Regions from separate parts of the Zea mays genome. Here regions 1 and 3 are each linked to region 2. The links are chromatin contacts, called in public Hi-C maps. All regions are on one chromosome and are shown on one strand. The core of a region is the stretch at or near the end of the contact, and the rest is flanking DNA. Distances in the headings are between cores, read along the strand shown.

What was found. A called contact is a pair of places that touch in the nucleus more often than the background predicts.
Region 1: a Hi-C map of bundle sheath shows a contact between it and region 2, with 2.2 times the contacts expected there. The contact joins the promoter of LOC100282915 here to the promoter of LOC103632907 in region 2. A contact is called at or near these places in 3 of 25 Hi-C or Micro-C datasets (bundle sheath, ear and leaf).
Region 3: a contact with region 2 is called in a Hi-C map of leaf, with 5 times the contacts expected there. The contact joins the promoter of LOC100384451 here to the promoter of LOC103632907 in region 2. A contact is called at or near these places in 4 of 25 Hi-C or Micro-C datasets (ear, endosperm and leaf).

Annotation. Positions count from the first base shown.
Region 1 is chr7:135,699,087-135,702,551 of Zm-B73-REFERENCE-NAM-5.0, forward strand. LOC100282915 (TMV-MP30 binding protein 2C) reads left to right here and starts at 1,552. Exons shown (of 5, transcript NM_001155821.1): 1 at 1,552-1,750; 2 at 1,843-1,891; 3 at 2,186-2,470. The coding sequence starts at 1,674.
Region 2 is chr7:135,961,123-135,964,941 of Zm-B73-REFERENCE-NAM-5.0, forward strand. It overlaps LOC103632907, which reads left to right and starts at 1,820. Exons shown (of 9, transcript XM_008654621.3): 1 at 1,820-2,168; 2 at 3,011-3,819. The coding sequence starts at 2,009.
Region 3 is chr7:135,572,641-135,576,421 of Zm-B73-REFERENCE-NAM-5.0, forward strand. LOC100384451 reads right to left here and starts at 1,737. Exons shown (of 8, transcript NM_001176987.2): 1 at 1,203-1,737; 2 at 706-773; 3 at 472-560; 4 at 216-381; 5 at 1-112. The coding sequence starts at 1,479. It also overlaps a transcript of LOC100285233 not described here.

The DNA.
Region 1 (3,465 bases), core at 302-2,801, 260 kb before region 2:
GGACGCCTGCGGTGCGGGGCGATGGCAACGCTATATACGAGGTAGTCACATAAGGTCAACGGAACAGGGCACAACGTGACACGACGGGAGGGCAATGACCGTTATGGTTGTCGTGGTTCGTCTGCGCCCCCGCAAGACAGAATAAGGACACATACGTGAGAATTATAGGTGCACATTTGGGCCAGGCCTAATGGGTTGCCCCGAAGCACGGTATATGCATGGCATGACCAAAATAATTTAGTGTCGGCTTGGCCCGGTCTGATACATCGGGTTGGGCTTGTACCGAGGTCACGACCCATGGATGGGCACGAGCACGACCCGTTTAAGATAGACACAAAATGACTCTTATATTTGTTAAAACGAAACTTCATTTTGTACTTCCATGTATTTAAAAATGCAAAGCTAGAGTTTGTACTAGTTATATGTTTTTCTTTTGTAGCTTTGAATTAGAGGATGTGATATAATTTTACTTTTCCTATAAACATTAGACAATAATTGAACTTAAAAACTCTATCTTGAGTTGGTTGTACTCTTTTTCCCTTCTGCCAAAGGGGTTTTAACGAGGCAATCATTGCACAACTATGGTAACTTAATAGAGACATTAATTTATCTTTTGATTAAATTTGTTTGTCTTATGTTTTATTATTATTCATTAATTTTGGTTTTAATTTTGGACTATTGTGTGAATTTTGGGCTCTGATGTAAATTTTGAGCTATAAATGGAATTTCGGGCTTTTTATAAATTCGATGCACCCAAAATAATGATGCACCTAAAATAAAACCCGACACATTTAAACAATTACGTGTCGGGACGTGGGCTGATGGCTAAGGCTATGGGCCGGCACGACCTAACCCATAATAATTACGAGTCGACCTAACTCGAAATTCAAACACGTCGTACCTTTTCAGGCTTGAGCCGAGCCGGACTGAGACGACCCGAATATACACCTATAGCGAGAATGGACGAACGAGTTTGAAAGGGTAGGGAATCTTTTACAAAGTTTTAACTGGTTTTAGGTGGGTGTAGTTAGCTAATGTACTAATTATTAAATGTGAGGTTAGTTAACAATTAGCTGAAGGTGTTCGGAATTCCATAGCTAATTTTAGATGCTAACTCTTAGTTCCAGGCATTTCGAATAGGAACTATGTTAAAAAGAATCTTAATTATACTTTTGATCAAACTTAAAATAACTTAATCTATAGTATCTCAATTTGTTTTTATTTGACGTTAGATAGTTCAAATTCACATACAAACGGTAAATAAAAAAAATCAGAGGGAGTACTATTCTAGACTATATTTTTTTAGTGCAGAAGAGTATGGAATAAATTTGGACCCCAGAAATCTGGACAGGGCATTGGGTGCCGGACCCACTGAAAAACATCCTTCCCTAAATTTCTTATCCAGACAATTTATTCGTATAATAATTTAAAAGAAAAGCTACAGAAAAGCTCGGTGATAGACTGATAGTGGTAGGCGGTGTACTACTCAACCATACCCTGGGCCCACTACACAGGTAGTGCTAGTGTTGTAAGCTCCCTTCGGACAATTTCACGGGTCCACGACAGTGCCGGATAGAATCGGTCCACCACTCCCCGTACCCCGAACTACCTGACCTGAGAGAGAGACCGTGCCTCCCTCGCCGCCGCCGCCGCAGCATCCCTAGTCGGAGAAGATGGCTGAGAAGCCGGCAGGTCCCACCCCGAGGACGAGGATCCGAGGCGGTCTCGCGGCCTCAGCTCCCTCCTCCAGGTCTCCCTTCCCTTGATCTGCATTTGCACCGCCGTTTCGTTTGAATCTTTTTGAACTCGCTCCAGCTGTTCGTTTCGCATTCTCTGATGCAGGAGGCTGTCTTCCGTATCTTTCACCGCGGCCCCGAGCAAGATCAAGAAGGTGCGGTTCCACTCATGCCTTTCGAAATACCTGCAACTTTGCTCTGGTCTTTTTAGCTTTTGGGATCAGTTGTTTGTTTTGTTGGGTAGTAAGTGGGGTTCCTGTGATCGATGTTTAAATCTTTTTTTGTTTGTTTCGTCTTTCGTGTACCAGTAGTGTCATAGAAGCTGGTGTGACTGGGCACGGGACACTGCATTAATGAAGTAGAGCGGGGAATATCTTTTAATAGTGAACATTGGCGGTTACCAGAAATGCACCATGCTACTGTGGAGTACTAAACATCTCTATGTGCAGGTTCCTGACCCTCCAAAGGCCGTGAGGCCATCAAGAGCCACACCTGCCAAGAAGCGGCCACAAGTGGATCAAGCTCAGAAGCGGAGAGAAGAGGTCGCTGCTCTGCAGGAGCAGCTTAGTGGCCTGCAAAGTAAGTTGCATGAAAAAGATGAAGCTCTAAGATCCGCAGAGAACTTGATCGGCCGAGTTACTGCGGCGAATGAAGCAGTTGATGGGTTGAGGAGCCAGCTCTCCGAGAAGGAATTGCTGATTGAATCTACTGGTTCAGAGCTGCACGGTGCAAAGGTGAATTAAGATGTGGTCAATACCTTTTGTAGTGGATTACATTCATTGAATACACTTTTTCTTTGTAATTCCACGCGAGAAAGATCACATTATTGTTAGAGAAAATTGATATCTTGCTGTACAGGTGTAGTTTTTTTTGTTTTAGGGTAATATTAATCAATTGTGATTTTCTTTTGGTATCATTCACTGTTGTTGATAATACTTTGCAGCCCAATTAAGGGCTAATTCAAATGGTTATATAGAAAATAGCGTCATTAGATATGCATCACTTTTTATAAACCTGGGATGATCCCACTAGTTAGTCCATCTTTGTATTATCATTTCATGATTGATGTTGAACTGTACTGGACAAAGGAACTCCAGGTGCTATACTTTGAGGCTTTAACTATACTTTTTTCTTCTTCTCGAAAGCGAAGGAGAACTGCGCCCCATTATATATTAAGCAGAAAAAAGGGGTGGTCTTAAGAAGACCAATACAAGAGGCCTCCCTATGGAGGCCAGTAGCAAGCATACATAAAAAAATCCATCAAAATAGGACAGCTACCAAAGGAAACCAAAAGGCCCTCCTTAATTCTCAGCTAATGGTGCTGCCAAATGGAAAAGGCCCTTGGCACCGACAATCTCCCATTTTTTTCTTTCCTCATCAGCAGCTCTAAGACTCATGATAACATTAGGGCTGCAACCATCAAAGACACATTTATTTCTATGGTTCCACAAAATCCAGGCTCCCAGGATGATAAGGGAGTCAAGTCCTTTTTTGGTGAGTCCGTTAACAACAGCCCCCACCTCTTCCCACCAACCCAGATATGAGCCAATATCCGGTTGTGGAGCAAGAGAATGCAGACCAAATTTCCTTAGTAGCAGATACCATAATTCCCTCGAGAAAGAACAGGTAACAAGGAGATGGTCTAAAGTTTCATCCTCTTGATCACAAAGGGGGCACTTCTCAGGAAGCTCTACCTATACTGTTGCATGGCATTCACTGTTGTTATTCC
Region 2 (3,819 bases), core at 570-3,069:
GGTTATGTTGACCATCAAACACCAAAATCTATTGAGTCAAATGGCTTGGGGTCCATTTTCCTTACACATGGTACTACTCATTAACGTAAAGTTCACGTCCAACATCTGATTCAGTATACATCCTGTCCAGGGTCTCCCATAAATCACGAGCCAGTTCGTGGTGCATGTGTATGTCATATAGTTGATCTGACAACAATGTCAAGATACAACCAACACAGGTTTCGTTATCCGACTCGAAGTTACGGTCATGCTCCTCAGTGAGAGGAAGAACTGGGGAAATCACTCAACAGATCCTCAACGACGTGAGCCAGAATTTAACCCTAGTCTACCATATCTTAAATCTGACAATGTATATAAGTGATGATGTTTATTTGTGTACAAATGTGTTTATTTTGATGTATACATAATAATTTCTTACATCTAACAATGTATATAAGTGATGATGTTTTGTATTAATAATAAAAGATATACATCCTAATTGCAGTTTAAGCAGAAACAAGGATCTCGCCGGGGATTTATCCCTATGAAGAACGGAGATGAATAAGAAATGTCCCTCACAAACGTTTGTAGGGATTCTCGTGTGGAATTTTTTTTGTCATAGTAACGAGTGATGGGAATTCGGTGTTGCCATCCATACGCGCGCGGACAGATCCAGCTAGAGGTGTCAATGGGGAATTCCACATCGGGTTTGGACACCCCATACCCATTTCCATGAAGTTATATTCATCCCCATCGCCATACTCATACCCATCATGGATATAAGATTCATCCCATACCCGTACCCATTCAGGTACCGGGTCCCCAATTAGTCATCATCCCCCACAAGAAAAATATTATCACATTATATTTTATATGACATTAATAGCCACACGACATCCAACAACAATACACAACCACTAAATCTGATATGTAACAAGTAAACCATAGTTTAACCATACAAAACAATAAAAATAAAAACTAGTGACACATATACTGGTGGGCAGGCGGCTGGTGGCTGGCTGTTTAGGTTTTGGGTGGCTGAGTGCTTAAACGGGTTGGGATAGATAGGGTTAGTTGTTGTACATATTGCTTATTAGGTTGCACAACTATTTTTACTGGGTGAATATTACCCATGGGTAATCGAGTTTGGATGGTTGCTTCTAATACCCATACCTGCTTACCTAATGAGTGAATATTTTGTCTAATATTTTTACCTATGGGGACAATTTCATTTCATACCCTAACCCTGGCTGATTTGGTGACCAGAGGTCACAGGAGGATTGGAGGGGATTGAGAGAGAAATTAGTTCATTTCCTCCAACACCCAATCCTCCATGATCCCCTTGTCACCAAATCAATCGAGAATTTCCAACGAGTTACGTCTTGTTCGTTTACACCAATCCAACTCTAGATTTGCATGGATTAGAATTAAATTTATGTCACAATCCATATCCAAAAATAATCCAAATCTACTCAAAATTTTGGTTAAACCCATTACAGATTATAACTCAAGGGTTTGGAATTTTTTAAACTAGGGAAGATATGAATTTTATCCATATTTCATTAAGTATGAACAAATCTATGAAGATATTTCACAAGTTTATATTAGAATCTATAGATCAAAAGAATAACTAGCTTTATGAGATACATAGATTAAATAATGAATTTAACTCTATTATGGAATTTAGTGTGAGGTATAAATTTATTTAATCTAGATCCGGATCAATGTTATGATTTCATCTTTTATAACTGAACCTTAGTGGTATCGTACCGTTGACATGTCTAGATCCAGCCATCGAGACCGTCGGAGTCGACCACAAGCGGTGACCTCACCGCGTCCCCCACAAGCCACAGATCTTGTCGTCCCATTCCTCACTCCAGCCTCGGTCGCCCTCCTGCCCGATTCAAAATTTTCGAGCCTTTCACCACCGTCCCACTCCTACACCCGCTTACCGTTGCTGGCCCTCTTCCACCTCCATGCCCAAACCCTAAGCCCCGCAGCGACCTCCGGAGAGCCGAGCCGGTCAGCCATGGAGCATCTGTTCATGCAGGCTTTCGAGAGCAGGGACCGGGTGGCCGCGCAGGTGCAGCAGCAGGCCGACTTCTACTCCCAGACCCTCGCCTCCAGCCTCCTCGCCGCCGGTCACCAGCCCCCGGAATGGCTCATCCCTTCCACCACCCTGCCCCAAGGTGCGTCCCAACTCCCCCCTCTCCATCACTTGCTCTTCTGTCTCCGCGCTGGTGATTCGGGTGGTTCCTGAGCGGGGCGGTGGTGGATTGTGTTGGCTGTTGGGGCTGATCTCGATTGGGATCAAGGCTCGCGTAGCTCCAATGGTAGGGTTGGTGGATAGTGGTGATTTCGAGCTTAGGTTTCCCTATAGCAGGTTGTAGCTGGATACAATTTGTTTCCAGCGACAACAGTTTGTGGAGGATTAATTTGGTTAGCTTAGCTCCTCCGAATTTGTTAAATGCGAGATACTTTGAGGTGAGTTGCTGTGTAGCTTGTTCGTTTTCAGAGCAAGGAGGCCATACGCTTAAAATTCGCTGGCTAGTAATAAAATGGCATATTTTCCCACGTATTTGTGGCAAGATGGTCATGAGTCATGACAGCAGTAATTTGCATCAGAGAAGCGCTGCAGATGAGGATTATGTTACTTAAGATTTAGAGAAACCTAGGGTTCAGCCTTTCTGTACGATGACTACAACTGAACATTAGCATAACTATATATACACATTATGGTTTGTCATTGCCACTATATTGTATTTTAAATGGTTCCACAGGTAATATAGTTTTCAGCTAATAAATGAAACGAAAAATAATTATCATTGTGTTTGTATTTTTTTGGGAGTCTGCAGTACTAATAAACTTTTGTAACATTGAAATACCTAAGTGTTGCACCTCAACCATCATTGAACGTTCGTACATTATGTTTAACTTTTATGCTGTGAATGTTGTTTCATGTTATCCATTTGTGCACTGTTACTATCTTGCGCTTTATTTATATATATTTAAGTACTCCATTTATGTGTAGAGCTGAATGGCAAACCAATTGTTCTGACTGGAAGACAGATCACAACACCAGCTATCAATAGGACCGTCTTTCTGCCTCTAGCTATTCCTAGCACTCTGTCCACAAAATCAGGGGATCCAAATGGATATGATGGCTACCCAAACACTAATTGCACTGCTATGGGTACTAACCAACATGAAGAGGAGCATCAAGAGCAGTCTTCACTTGCCCAGGAGCTTACTGAGTCTTGCACTGCAGACAAAATGTTTTCAAGGATTCAGCGTTCCAGGACAAGGCAAATGCATATTGAAGATCGTGTGCATGGACAGGATCAAGCTGCAAAGAGCGGAAGCTGTGATGGGATGCATAGGTCTAACCTTAAGACTGTGGGGTCAAACAGAGCTGCTGCATCATCTTTGATGCCGTGTGATGATGTCCCAAACCTTGCTGCAACAACATCAGATCCAGGCCAGGGTAGTGGTTTTTGTGCCATTCAAGGGAAGTCAATTGACTTCTTGAAGTGCAACAACAATCCTGAAGACCAAGGAGTTAAGTTAGATGGTTTCCCGCCGTTGATTGTGGAGAACAAAATTATCTGTTCTGATAGCGATATCGGGGTCAGTAACAACTGTTCTATTAGAGATTCACTGGGTGCGCCACTTCCAGATTTCTCTAAGCCAAACACTGCAGATAGTGTATGCCTATGCCACCGAATTCCTGAAACTCACTTACTGGTTGAGCCAAAAATACTTCAATTTGATGTTGCTGAATCAGTTTGTATGAATCCTTCCAGTGAACAAACAGGTCAGCAGCAGGAATCTAGTCTGAAA
Region 3 (3,781 bases), core at 487-2,986, 390 kb before region 2:
AGTTGACGCGACACCGCAGTCTCTGCATCTCCACGGGCAGGCCGTTGTTCGCGAGCCGGGCATCCGTCCTGTTCAGGTGAACGACCTTGTACTTCTTTACCAGAGGCAGAATCTGTTTTTTTTCCCCACCACCACACCACCCAATGAAACAAACAGTCTTCACCTGGTTTCGGATTCGGTTTCAGCTCGCGATGTTAAGGAGGACGCGACCGAACCTGACGGCGGTAGTAGCCGATGTCGGACCAGCTGACTGGTGGCAGGGACCGGAGGGATCCCATCTCCACTCTTCTCTTGAGCCTCGGAGGCAGCTGCTTCAGGATCCGGACCTCGTCTCTCAGCGACGCTATGAAGTAGTCCACGTCAAATATGTCTTGGAAATCGCTGCGAAAGAATAAACCGAAGAAAACGGTTCTTTTTAGAAAGGGAACAGAAAAGAGAATCGGTATAGAAAGAAAGAAAGGAAAATAGTACCTGGGATCAGCCCAAAATGAAGCCTTATCCAACTCCGGTACGATGAGAGTAACGTTCAGATACCTTGCGATGGTTACCATGTCACAAATCTGTCTCAACAACAACAACAAGAAATAGGTGGAACCTTGAGGCCTGAATTTTCAGTATCAGACACATTATAAAGCTTAACGATGGCAGACATTCATAGATGTAACTTGTGACAATTGTATTTAGATTTCGATACACAGTGCTTACTGCTGCTCGCATCTGGTTAAGCCCGCCGTTGCAGGAGACCATCAGATAGCCGTTGTTCCTGTAGATTCCTGCACGTAGTATTGGTAAAAATCAAACGATCGTCCATGCTTTTACTGGTGCCTTGACGTAATGCGTAGGTACATGAAGTCATGAAAAATACATGGAGCGGTCAAATGGAATTAATCTGCAGAGCTAGGCCGGCAAATAAATTGGCCGGTGACTAGACAAAGCGAACACAGAATTGAATTGGACTAGAAATAACCTACATCGAATACGTACACTGCAACTGAAATGAGAAAGATTAGACAATTCAAAGTTCACTGAGGGGGGAGGTTGTGGGGAGAAGATGATCTCTTCGCGGTAAGAAGGGAGAAACGACTCACACCGAAAGTTCTCAAAGGGGAAGGACAGAACCAAGAAATTCCTGACCAATGGAAGAAGAGAAGCTTGATTCCAAAAACAAAAAAAAAACATGAACCAAGAAGCCACCAACTTACTTTTGGGTGGGAGCACCACCAAAGCGCGCGCTGCCTGCGTCTGGCCGGCGTCCGCCACACGCTCCGATGGCCTCTGCACGACGTGCGGCTGGTTGAGGCAGCCAGGCCACCTGGAGAGCACGCTGGGCGCCCAGAGCTCCCGGTAGGCCGCGAGCTGGACGAGGCACGTCCAGAGCAGCACGGTGCTGGCGCGCGCGACCCACAACCTCACCCGCGCCGACGAACGCCGCGCCTTCTCGGACTTCCCGCCTCCTCCTCCTCCGCCGCCGCCACCCATCTCATCCGAGGCACGACGAACGTCCCTCGTAGAGTCCTAGGCCACCTGAATAGTGTGGTTGAGGCTCTTGCGATCTTCCGTGTCCAAAGCTTAGTTCTTCTCTCTCGGTGGGTGTATTGCCTCGCCTTCCTTTACGATTATCGGCCCGGCCGCCGGCCCTTACCAAGAAAAAAAAAACAGTGTGCGCGCGAGCGGACGTGCCGGCGTGGCCGTGAGAGGTGAGAACTGCGGCGGCGGGGCAGGGGGCGCGTGTCAAGTTCGCGCCCGTGTGGATGGCCGCCCAGCTTGGCTTATTTGTACGCGCACGGGGCCTGTCCGTGTGCAAGAGCCGAGAGGGAGGCCTGAGACCCTGCGTGGGCAGAGGCTACGGGCCTGTGAGGGGAAAACCAATGTGCGGGGTCTGTATGTCGGGGGAACAGTGGACATGGACTCGGTGCAGGAAGCCTCCGGTTTGACTTCAGCACGCGCATTGGACAACTACAGATGCGAGTCGAGTGCATCTAGTTTTGTCCGAACCCAATTTTAAAGCATTAACTAGTGTAGTGCTAATATCTAAAAGATAAATGTTTTAAATTTAAAAGATGTATATTGTAAAGATAGGTTCTCAACAAAGAAAAAGTCTGTTAACGTCGGTTTGTGCTGCCAGAAGATTTTGAGATTGCTAATAAAAATTCCGGCTTATATATAAGATAGACTGAGATATATGAGACTGGAGATATATCAGAGAAAAAACGGGTCATCTGCAACTAGTGACACTGGCATGTGGGGCAGGATTAGGCTATGACCCGCACGGCACTTTTGAATGTTCTGGCCTGCCAAGTGCCAAAGAGAAATAAGATGCCACAAATGGGAAAGTTAAAAAAAAAGGAGTGGATGACAGCCGGAATGTCCGTGGGGCTGCTTCTGTGCATGGATCCCATGGAGCCATCCAAAAACCGAGGGGGGCCTCATCGTCTTCAGCTTGAGAAAGGCCAGTGAGCCACCCCTGGCTGGAGCCAGGCATCGCTTTGCGTATAGGGAGAGGAATGTTTGCTCTGGACCAATCGCTGCGAGATTGCTCTTCTTCTCGCAACGGCATCACATTTGGCGTGCTACCAAACTGGCACTGGGTTGGAGCAATAGCGGTAAGATTCTGGTATCGTCTTCAACAGAAAACTTGTCTGATTATCAGGGTTATACTTGCATAAGCAGCTGGCACGCGGTCGTCACAATTGACACGTAAGGTTTTCTTCTGTCAAACAAACACTTCTGGGAGCAGCTGTCTAACCTAGCCTGAACCTGTCGACTTATTATCGTCTAGGACACGATCAGACATGGCAAGGCGTGAACTGATGAGTCAGTACAGGATGAACCTGACACGCGCGCTCTTGCTCCCCCACTCTCCCCGTTGGTAGCCACCCTTCAAGCGAGCTCTACCACCTAGAGTGCCGTTTCTGCGAAGAAGAGACGGTGCTTTTCACTGTTACTATCTCCTCCCTAAAAATAAAACCATTTCTTAGAACTATGCCAAACTATATTGTACTTGACCAACTTTATGGGAGATGGTAAGATCGTTTACAACACCAAAATAAGCATATTATGCAACGTTATTTCATGATGCGTCTAGTGCTGGTATTGATTTGGTCTCGCAGATATTAATGTTTTTTCTCCTTCTTCTATAAATTCGATCAAAATTAAAATAATTCGAATTAGGAGTTACTCCTACTTAGAGGTTGATTTCATTTGGAACGGATCCAAGATGCATTCATTAACCGAGTAAGGGCTCGTTCGGTTGATATGGAATGGACTACCGGAACTGTTACTGGCCAGATTGCTTTTCTAATTTGTATAAGTTTTTATCAACAGGAACAATTCTTGGTGCGTTCCTGCAGAATCGAACAGGCCCTAAGGTGGTTTACTTCCACTCTACGACTATCACTACTCCCTATATCTGTATCACCAATGCATCAACACTGACACCAAGGAGCTTGAAAGACAATCCACGTACTATAGCAACAGGTGGGAGCAAATAAACCATAGCAATAGAACAATCACCACGCATTCCAAAGGTGACGCAATAATCGCGTCATCATAGAAACCAACGCAGCCGGCGTCCTGCGTTTTCCAGCAAGCAAGCGGTGCTCTGCCTCTGCCTCAGACGTACTAACACAAAAGCACTGGCTGTGTAGCAGTGCTCAACACAGCAGTCGGACAAATAAAGTAACGCCTTCTGAAAAAAAAATGCATACATATGTGTTTCTCAATTTTGAAGAAGCGATTTTATTGAATCTCAAATTTAAACCTTTTTATCTATTAATATGTC